Linked DNA regions of Bombyx mori: region 2 is linked to region 1. A link is a contact called in public Hi-C data. All regions are on one chromosome and are shown on one strand. Each heading gives the region's core, a stretch centred on a gene start, on an enhancer-like site or on the middle of the called end of the contact. The rest is flanking DNA. Distances are from core to core; before and after follow the strand shown. Region 1 holds the start of LOC101740676 (F-box only protein 28). Region 2 holds the start of G3pdh-1 (glycerol-3-phosphate dehydrogenase-1).

Region 1 (3,962 bases), core at 334-2,833:
CTGTGGTGATGTCAAAAAAGTCTGTTCCAAAATATGTAATCTCTGGTAAATTTGGTTCTATATGTTCTTTAAAGTACTCCATAGCCATTGTTGTCAAATCAAAGAGCTCATCGGTTACTTTGTATGGCCTTGCCAGTTTAGTTGTTATTTTAAGATAAGACAAAATACTGTATACTTCATCTAATATCTAAAGACAAAATATACAAATCAGATCATGAATGTTGTAAAGTTCTTTTTAAAGCCCTCTATAACTTGAAAATTCAACTTAAATATAATTCATTCAATAGTAAGTACAAACACTAATAAGAATTATTCTTATCGTGTCAAATTCGCTAAGAAGCTTTGTAATTGAATACAATTATCATTTGAAAATTTTAAATGATGGCTATTAATCATAACCTTGCTACTTTAAGATTTAAGAAGTAACTTTTCTTACCTCTCCTGGAAAAAAGCAACAATGTTTCCTCTCTATATGTTTACCAAAAGTCATTTGTAACAAACTTAATCTCATATGCAAAGTTTCAATAATGTCAGACTCGCAAGCCAATGGATGGCTTCTACGGGCTGATTCTCTTCGAGGCATTTTAGCTTTGATTGAATGGAATCTATGCAACATTTGATTTTGTAAGCGTTGAAATGTTGAATTTAATATCCCACTACATATTGTGTTGAATTGTCGGTTGACCTGCAAGAAATTAATGCACTTGTAATCTCAATAAGTCTACAAAGTGTTTCTTAAATTTATGAAACTACTTATATGATTCAACTAAAATCCTTTGTTTTTTGTTAAAGCTTTTTCATACATTTAAACAAATTTCATACTCTAACCAATAAGTTGGAAATACTAACCATTCTAAGATGAGAAACAGATTTAAATCCCAGATAACAAAATATTTTCTCGATAACTTCAATGGGCAAATCCATTAAATTGGTATTATAAGTCTTTGCAGGCACTACAACGGTGCACTTAGCAGTGCTAGAGTGCGGCGATGAGCCTCCCGGCATCAAGGCGCTAGAATGTCGTGTCACCCGGGACACGGACACAGATTCCGCGTGTGATGGGCCTGCACCATCACTGCTTCCGTTACCACCCCCAACGCTACTCATTTGCCTCGTCGATACCATTTTCCCCAGTTTTGACTTTAAGAGTGTCTGAAAACTAAGCTTTCCATTAGTTAAACCTCCGCTGTAATATTTCGATAATAGACAAATTATTTAATTTAGCATTATTCCTGTTTATTTTTTAATTTAAAATTCAACAATATAAAGACAAATTCAGTCAAAAAATATATACATCAATGAATGTGTTTCACACAACAAAAATAAATTACTTTGAACACCACCGAGTAAATTCTAAAATGGTGGCCATGGATGACTAGATCAGTACCTAATCACTTGAAAATATTGTTTTTATTTAAACACATGGTGTGAATAACTATGTAAAGAATAGCAAAATTCACCCACTCAACAATTCCTATACATTTTTTGAGGAATAATTAAATAGTTTTTCTCTAAACTAATTTTACAATGGGATGCAGTACTTTCAACGGAGCTACGCTTTCACGAAATTGTTTTTTTTGCCCTTGTTTTTTGTTCTTATTTACCTACGGCCATCGGCTACCTAACCTTTTAGTCAATCTTCGCTCCTTGTAAAAGGTGAAAATTTACTAACATTTCTATGAATTTTAGGGAAGAATCCGAAAATGCAACGTATAAAAAAAAGTTCTACATTACTGTGTGTGTAAATGAGAAATTACTGTGAGAGTAATAGAAGATACGCCATATTATTTTGCATGAAGTAAAAAGGAAGCCAGGCGGGTGCAACGCACAGGTTGATATTATTGCCTATGTACACAGAATTGTAATAGTGGGCTAACACAAAAGATTACAGTTTTTTTGGACACATTTGAAAATATCCAAAACAGATTTGCTGCCCGTGTTTATAAAAATTCGTCGTGTTTATAAAAATCTTCCATTGTTACTATTATCCACTGGAATCAGAAGAGATGAAAGTCCTAGTAATATAATGAAAATTTGCTGAGAGATTCTTGGACTTTTACTCCAGTGACTTTGATTCATTTTCTCACATTTATGCACTTTCGCGGATGCTAAGCCATTAAAAGGCTACTATTATATCACGTTTAAAACCAAAGAAACACTAAATAAGCAAAGAAAAAACTTACATCACATTAAAAATCTACATTTATAAACATAACATAAATAATAATAATAATAATTAATAAATAATATTAGGAGAACATTAGTCAGTCGATGGTTGAATGCAAATATAAATAAATTATTTTCTATTTAAGTATTACGTTTTTCTTGGGTTTTTTTTTCAAATCGTTGTTACTTTTGTTTTTGTTTTACGTTTTACTTTAATTATTTAATTCTAGGCGTTGCGACGCCACAATCGTTTGTAGTTATTTAAATACGGAGACGTTTAAATGGTGTTTAGTTGTAAGGTTAGATTTTATATGGTTTAAGTTCACTGTTTGTCTTCCAAATAAAATAAAATAATATATAAATAAATATACAATTATATAATATATATAAATAAATAAATTTCCACCCTTTATATTTATATTATTATTATTATACTTCATTTTAGCTCAACTTGCTTAATTCCAATTCATTACATATTCGCATTAATCAATTTTAGAAGATTAGCAAATTTTCTAATATTTAACAGCCGAAAAGTGAATTCATATATAAATAAATGTAGATTCCTTTAAAATGCAACAATTTGCAACATTTTAAAAATACAACACCACGGCTTTCATACATAATATGGTGAATATTACTAATTTTTTTCTTTATACTATACTTATTTTACTCTTGTACGTTATTTGATAAACATTCGGCTCATCTGATGCTATGTTGTTATCGCAGCGGAACTCATTCTTTGATATTATTATGTGAATAAACAGCTTTGACATATGAAGGACAAATCCTGGGCCTCCTATCCTGTTTGAAACAAGAATTAGTGCCCATCATTCAACACGCACGCTAAGCACGCCAGTAACTTCGATTGGAGTTAGATTCTACTAATTCAATAAAAAAGATGTAAGACGAAATTTAACTCGTAAGAACTCTGTATGTTGTGACTGTCGTCAGTATGTGTTTATTTAATAAACTGATATCACATGTTAATTTTTGAGAAACACTGCCTAGAACTTTTGGCTTTTTAAGCCCTTTCTAGGACACCCTTTATAATATATAATAATAAATAAATAAATATAACTAGCACTACTACAACATTAATTTATGCATAATTTTGAAGATTTTATAAGCTTGATTAAATTAAAATTACTCATATGTGTATTTTCTGTTGCTTGCAGAACTGGCATCATGAGCAGTCGATTGCCATATTGAAAAAAGAAAATGTTGACGTTGACAGTCATCTGTGCTGTGACATAAATATTTTAAACGTTGACTTTTTGGCGGGAATGCGAGGAGTGAAGTTGTGTGATTTGATTCATTTTGTCTATTTAGTGTTTCTTAAGATTTAAATGTGTAATAACGGTGGTTTATTAACTGTTCAATATCTATGAAAGTGCACAAATGTGGGAAAACGAAACAAAGCCGCCGGACGCAACTTCTCGAGATCCTCCAAAATGTCCACTGAAAAAATCTCAGTAAATGACCACCATTTTACTGAGATTATATTTCAACCCATATCATCTTATTTTATTTCATTTCATCCCAGTTGATTAACGTCTCAAATTAATCATCTTAATTTCATTTCACTCCATATTATCATTTTTCATAAAAATAAGAATATAAAGTAAAGTAAGACATGACCTAAAGGTCTTAGTTACCAGGTCATAAAATCCCTTAAAAAAATAATTTTAAACGTAATTCTCGTACCTACCTATGTAGGTACTTATGTACGTAATTGTACCAAAAGTCGGAAATAATACTGTATTTTAGTTATCAGTAATTTGAAATTTGATTTTAGT
Region 2 (4,167 bases), core at 1,193-3,692, 310 kb before region 1:
CTTAGTTGTTGTTACTTGTTTTGGTTTGACGAGTTTTACAGCCATTATGGAATATATATGAGACTAAGGGCATTTCACAAGGTAAATGATGACACTCACACAGGTGATTCCTGTTGGACTCGGTATCCACTAAACACAAGGTGGGGGTATTCATATTCACAAGCCTAGGTGAATATAAATACTGCCATTTCGAGTTGAATTTAAAATGTTTGTCTTATTTACCAATTCTATTGCCAAAAACCTGTAAAGAAAGCAGTTGGACTCGTGATTCTTTTGGCTATAGGTAATACAATGACTCGCCGTCATTGTATTAAGTCAACTCGCCGCTAACCCTTGAAAAATAGTTTTCAAAATTCATCTTTTACCTAAATGCACAGGTAAGCAGCACATGCCTGATAGAAGCGATTGCTTGAAGCATGCCATTTGACTTTGAACAAAAAAGTTTGACGACCACTGGTCTAGTCTACAGCTAGCCCAGTTCGGTTTATTCCAGAACATTCCACAACGTTTTTGAGGCAGTCGAATAAATTGCGTATTCAACCCCGTTTTGTGCTTGTCTCTTTCAGTCCAATGAATTTCTGCAAATGCTATCGCCGCATTTGGTGCTACCGTACAAATAGAAGGTACTATTTTATCTAGCAGTATAATATAATTGATTCTTGGACATAAAGTTTTACTTTCTATTTGAAAGACCAACTAGCAAAGCCAAGGGATTTTAGACTAAACAGCTTTTAATAGAGTTTTTATACAAAAAACCTGTAAAATATTAGTTATGGACGAAATAAAAGTTCTTATTTTGTTATTTGGAAATGAGTGAAAACCATATAGAAACACGCAGACTTATTATAAATTTATGTTTTTCTATTAGATCATAGATTAAACAACATCTTGTAAAAGTAAAAATTGCGAAAAATATAATAAATTGAATTGTTTTAGCAGTACTGAGTATCTGTTACCATTTGAATACTTTCTAATCAAAATGTTTATTTTCCTTTAAGATAAAAAAGAAGGATGCTATATTTCCTATTTATAATAATAACATTTATCATGAAGTTGTTTTAAATGATTGATTATAGCGTTTCAGTTTAAAGAAAAAGAAATATTTATCATAATTATCAGCACAGTTTTGGGACAGTAACAAAACAAGAATCTTGGATAACAAAATTGGAAATGTAAGGCTTAGCATACACACTATGACACACATTGATCATAAAATGAAAACAATGAGGGAATGCATATAGAGTCCCTTCTTTATTTCGCCTGGTCGTGTTTTATGTAATTAACACCACAGTTGGAACAATATAAATTTTATTGTTGTAGCGGCATAAAGTAATTACATTAAATTAGTTATTTAACTCATTATAAATTATTTTTATGTTTTTCATATTTGGCGGTAAAAAGGTCGTGTCACAGACTATATTCTGTTTCCCACAACTCGTGCGTTCCGGCTTACGCATCATAAAAAGGTGCGTACTTAAACGCCACAACAAAATAAGTAAAAATCAAAACAAAAATTAAATAATTATTGCAAATATTATTCCAAAATCTAAACTTTCATTGAGGAAACAAATAAAAACTTAAACCTTCTAATTATTATTTTTTTCCCTACCTAAGCGGAGAGCCTTGAAAGGCTATTTCAGCGTAACCTTAACTAGTCGGTGAGCTCATGGGGCTCAAACCTGACAACGTTGCTAACACGAACCCTAGCAAGAGCCGTGCTTCGCAGAATCTACCACCCCATCGGAAACGTGACCCACTGAGAAGATCCGGCGAGAAACTCAGTGGGCTGTGTCTGAGGGTTAATTTACTCGTCGAGCCCTTCGTCGCAAGCGACGGGTTCGACGAGTAAATTAACCCGGAACGATGACCGGTGTTTGAGGTACCTAATAGCACCGTTAGTGGATCGGGAGGATCCGAAAGGACGTGTTTGGGGTGACGTCGACTGCTTTCCATTCTGTCCGTAGGATCGGGAATGTAGTTACCGGCGACCACGATGAGAGGGTTTTCATGTCGTGCCGCTTAATCGAAGTGGGCTTCTAATTAATCAGTTGAGTCTTCATTATACCTAGTCTTGCATAAATACTGAGACAAAGGAAAAAGAAAAATCTATTGCAAATTACACTTATTACTTTTACAGTGTATTAGTTTAATACATAAATATAAAACAATTTAAAGTATAAAAAGCTTATTCGAAGTGGTCTCCATGTACAACGTTAATTTAGACCTCAAATTATAATTAAATGTATTATTTATTCTTCCTAATTATATTAATCCTAATCCAATTTTCCTGCCTAAGCCTTATCTAACTTATATTTTCTGATTTGCTTTTTGCTTCCTAACCTTTATTTTGAAAGTGGCAAATAACACTTGGTGTTGGGTCCAAAAAGAAAAAAAAAACCTAACATTATCATTATCAGAAGTGTCAGTGCAGTGCAGTCTTTATCAGTTATTAGACATAAACTAGGGGAGTCGTGCCTTTTCTAAATTCGTAACATATTAATTTAAATATTTTGTCCGCGATTGTAATATTTTAGATATGGCAGATAAACAGCCAAAGAACAAAGTTTGCATCGTTGGATCGGGAAACTGGTGGGCAATTTTTTTTATTAACATCATAAAAATGCGAAATTCTATTTTACATCACCGAAGCACGGAACTAAGTGTATAACGTAAATGACCTTAAATGTTATGCTGATGACATAATATCGAAACGATGAAATCTCTGAAAAATGACAACATAAACATGCTCAAGAATATATTCCATTGTGGTCATTACTTGGTCATTATATACCTATTTACAATATTTTTTACAGGGGTTCTGCTATTGCGAAAATTGTTGGTCGAAATGCTGCGAGTCTATCAAATTTTGAGGATAGAGTTACAATGTGGGTGTATGAAGAAATAATTGAAGGAAAGAAGTTAACTGAAATAATCAATGAAACTCATGAAAATGTTAAATACCTGCCTGGCCACAAATTGCCTTCTAATGTTGTAAGTAAAAAAAAGTTCATAAATAATACAACAATGAAAATTTACTGCTATTGTCTAAATAAGGATGTCAGGGGATTCTATTCTTACTGTTCTTACTATACTCAAAATGGAAATTGTAATAAACCCACACTGGATTCTATTTAGACAGATAGGCCATTGTATGCAAGTTGGTGTCTCAGAGGACTCATAGCTTTTTTTAAGTATTTATTATGGTAATTACCTACAATCTCTGACCCACCTTGTTTCGGAAGTCAAGCAAACTTTTGTTGACACTATCAAGAAGCTGATTGAATAATTAAGGTGTTAACCTTATGTTTATGATTTTTATTTGATATTCTTAACTAAAACTTCACTAAAGCTTCTTAAAATTAGATATTGAAACTTTGTATTAAGAATCTTCAATGGAGGGTAAAGGAGAATCATTGCATATGATCAAACTGAAGAATAGAAGAATTATTGGTAGTAAGGTGTCTTGTGGGCCAGATGGTATGTGAAAAAAATGATTTGTAGAAGCACATTGTCAAGGACACAGAGATCATATATAGTAGCAATGAACTCTATTCTAGCAATATGTGGTTTGATGATAAAAAGGAGATAACACAATCATCTCAAATAACTCTTCAAAGCTCTTCAATTGTACACAAATATATATGGGTGTGTACAGTTGTAGACCAGACAAGTAGTTGGTACATACTCCCTGTTTGCATGGAGGATTGGAACTATATTGATAGTAATTTATTCCCATTTAGTATACTAATAAATAATTTTGCTCAACCAACATATTTTACCACATCATTAGCTTCAAGTCTTGGCTGTAGTCAGAAATTTTGGTAAAATTATTTGGCCTTCAGGTTGCAGTTTTTAGATTAAGTTCAAAAGAAAATAGGCAATGCAAACAACACCTGAACAATACATATATTGTATGTTGGATGTTTCTGAAATAAAACTAATTTGCTAAAATTATTAAATTATTCACTGTCATAATGTTCCTCATTTCTATATATTCCTATATTATCCTATATATTCCTTGTTCTTATTGCAAATTATAAGTAAACTAGTTGAACAATTATATTAAGAAGTACACAGAAAATACTGGTTACTAATTTGTTTAAAGGAATTTAAGATTGTTTTTTAACTTTTTTTAAATTTACATTTACATCGCTTGGTTACCTATTT

Evidence for each region. A called contact is a pair of places that touch in the nucleus more often than the background predicts.
Region 2: a Hi-C map of posterior silk gland shows a contact between it and region 1, with 2.5 times the contacts expected there. The contact joins the promoter of G3pdh-1 here to the promoter of LOC101740676 in region 1. A contact is called at or near these places in 2 of 7 Hi-C or Micro-C datasets (middle silk gland and posterior silk gland).

Annotation. Positions count from the first base shown.
Region 1 is chr9:6,338,299-6,342,260 of ASM3026992v2, reverse strand. It overlaps LOC101740676 (F-box only protein 28), which reads right to left and starts at 1,583. Exons shown (of 8, transcript XM_004925152.5): 1 at 1,465-1,583; 2 at 850-1,159; 3 at 437-685; 4 at 1-187. The coding sequence starts at 1,125. It overlaps LOC101741000 (max-like protein X), which reads left to right and starts at 3,440. Exons shown (of 5, transcript XM_004925154.5): 1 at 3,440-3,962.
Region 2 is chr9:6,652,547-6,656,713 of ASM3026992v2, reverse strand. It overlaps G3pdh-1 (glycerol-3-phosphate dehydrogenase-1), which reads left to right and starts at 2,442. Exons shown (of 9, transcript NM_001043505.1): 1 at 2,442-2,589; 2 at 2,814-2,991. The coding sequence starts at 2,537.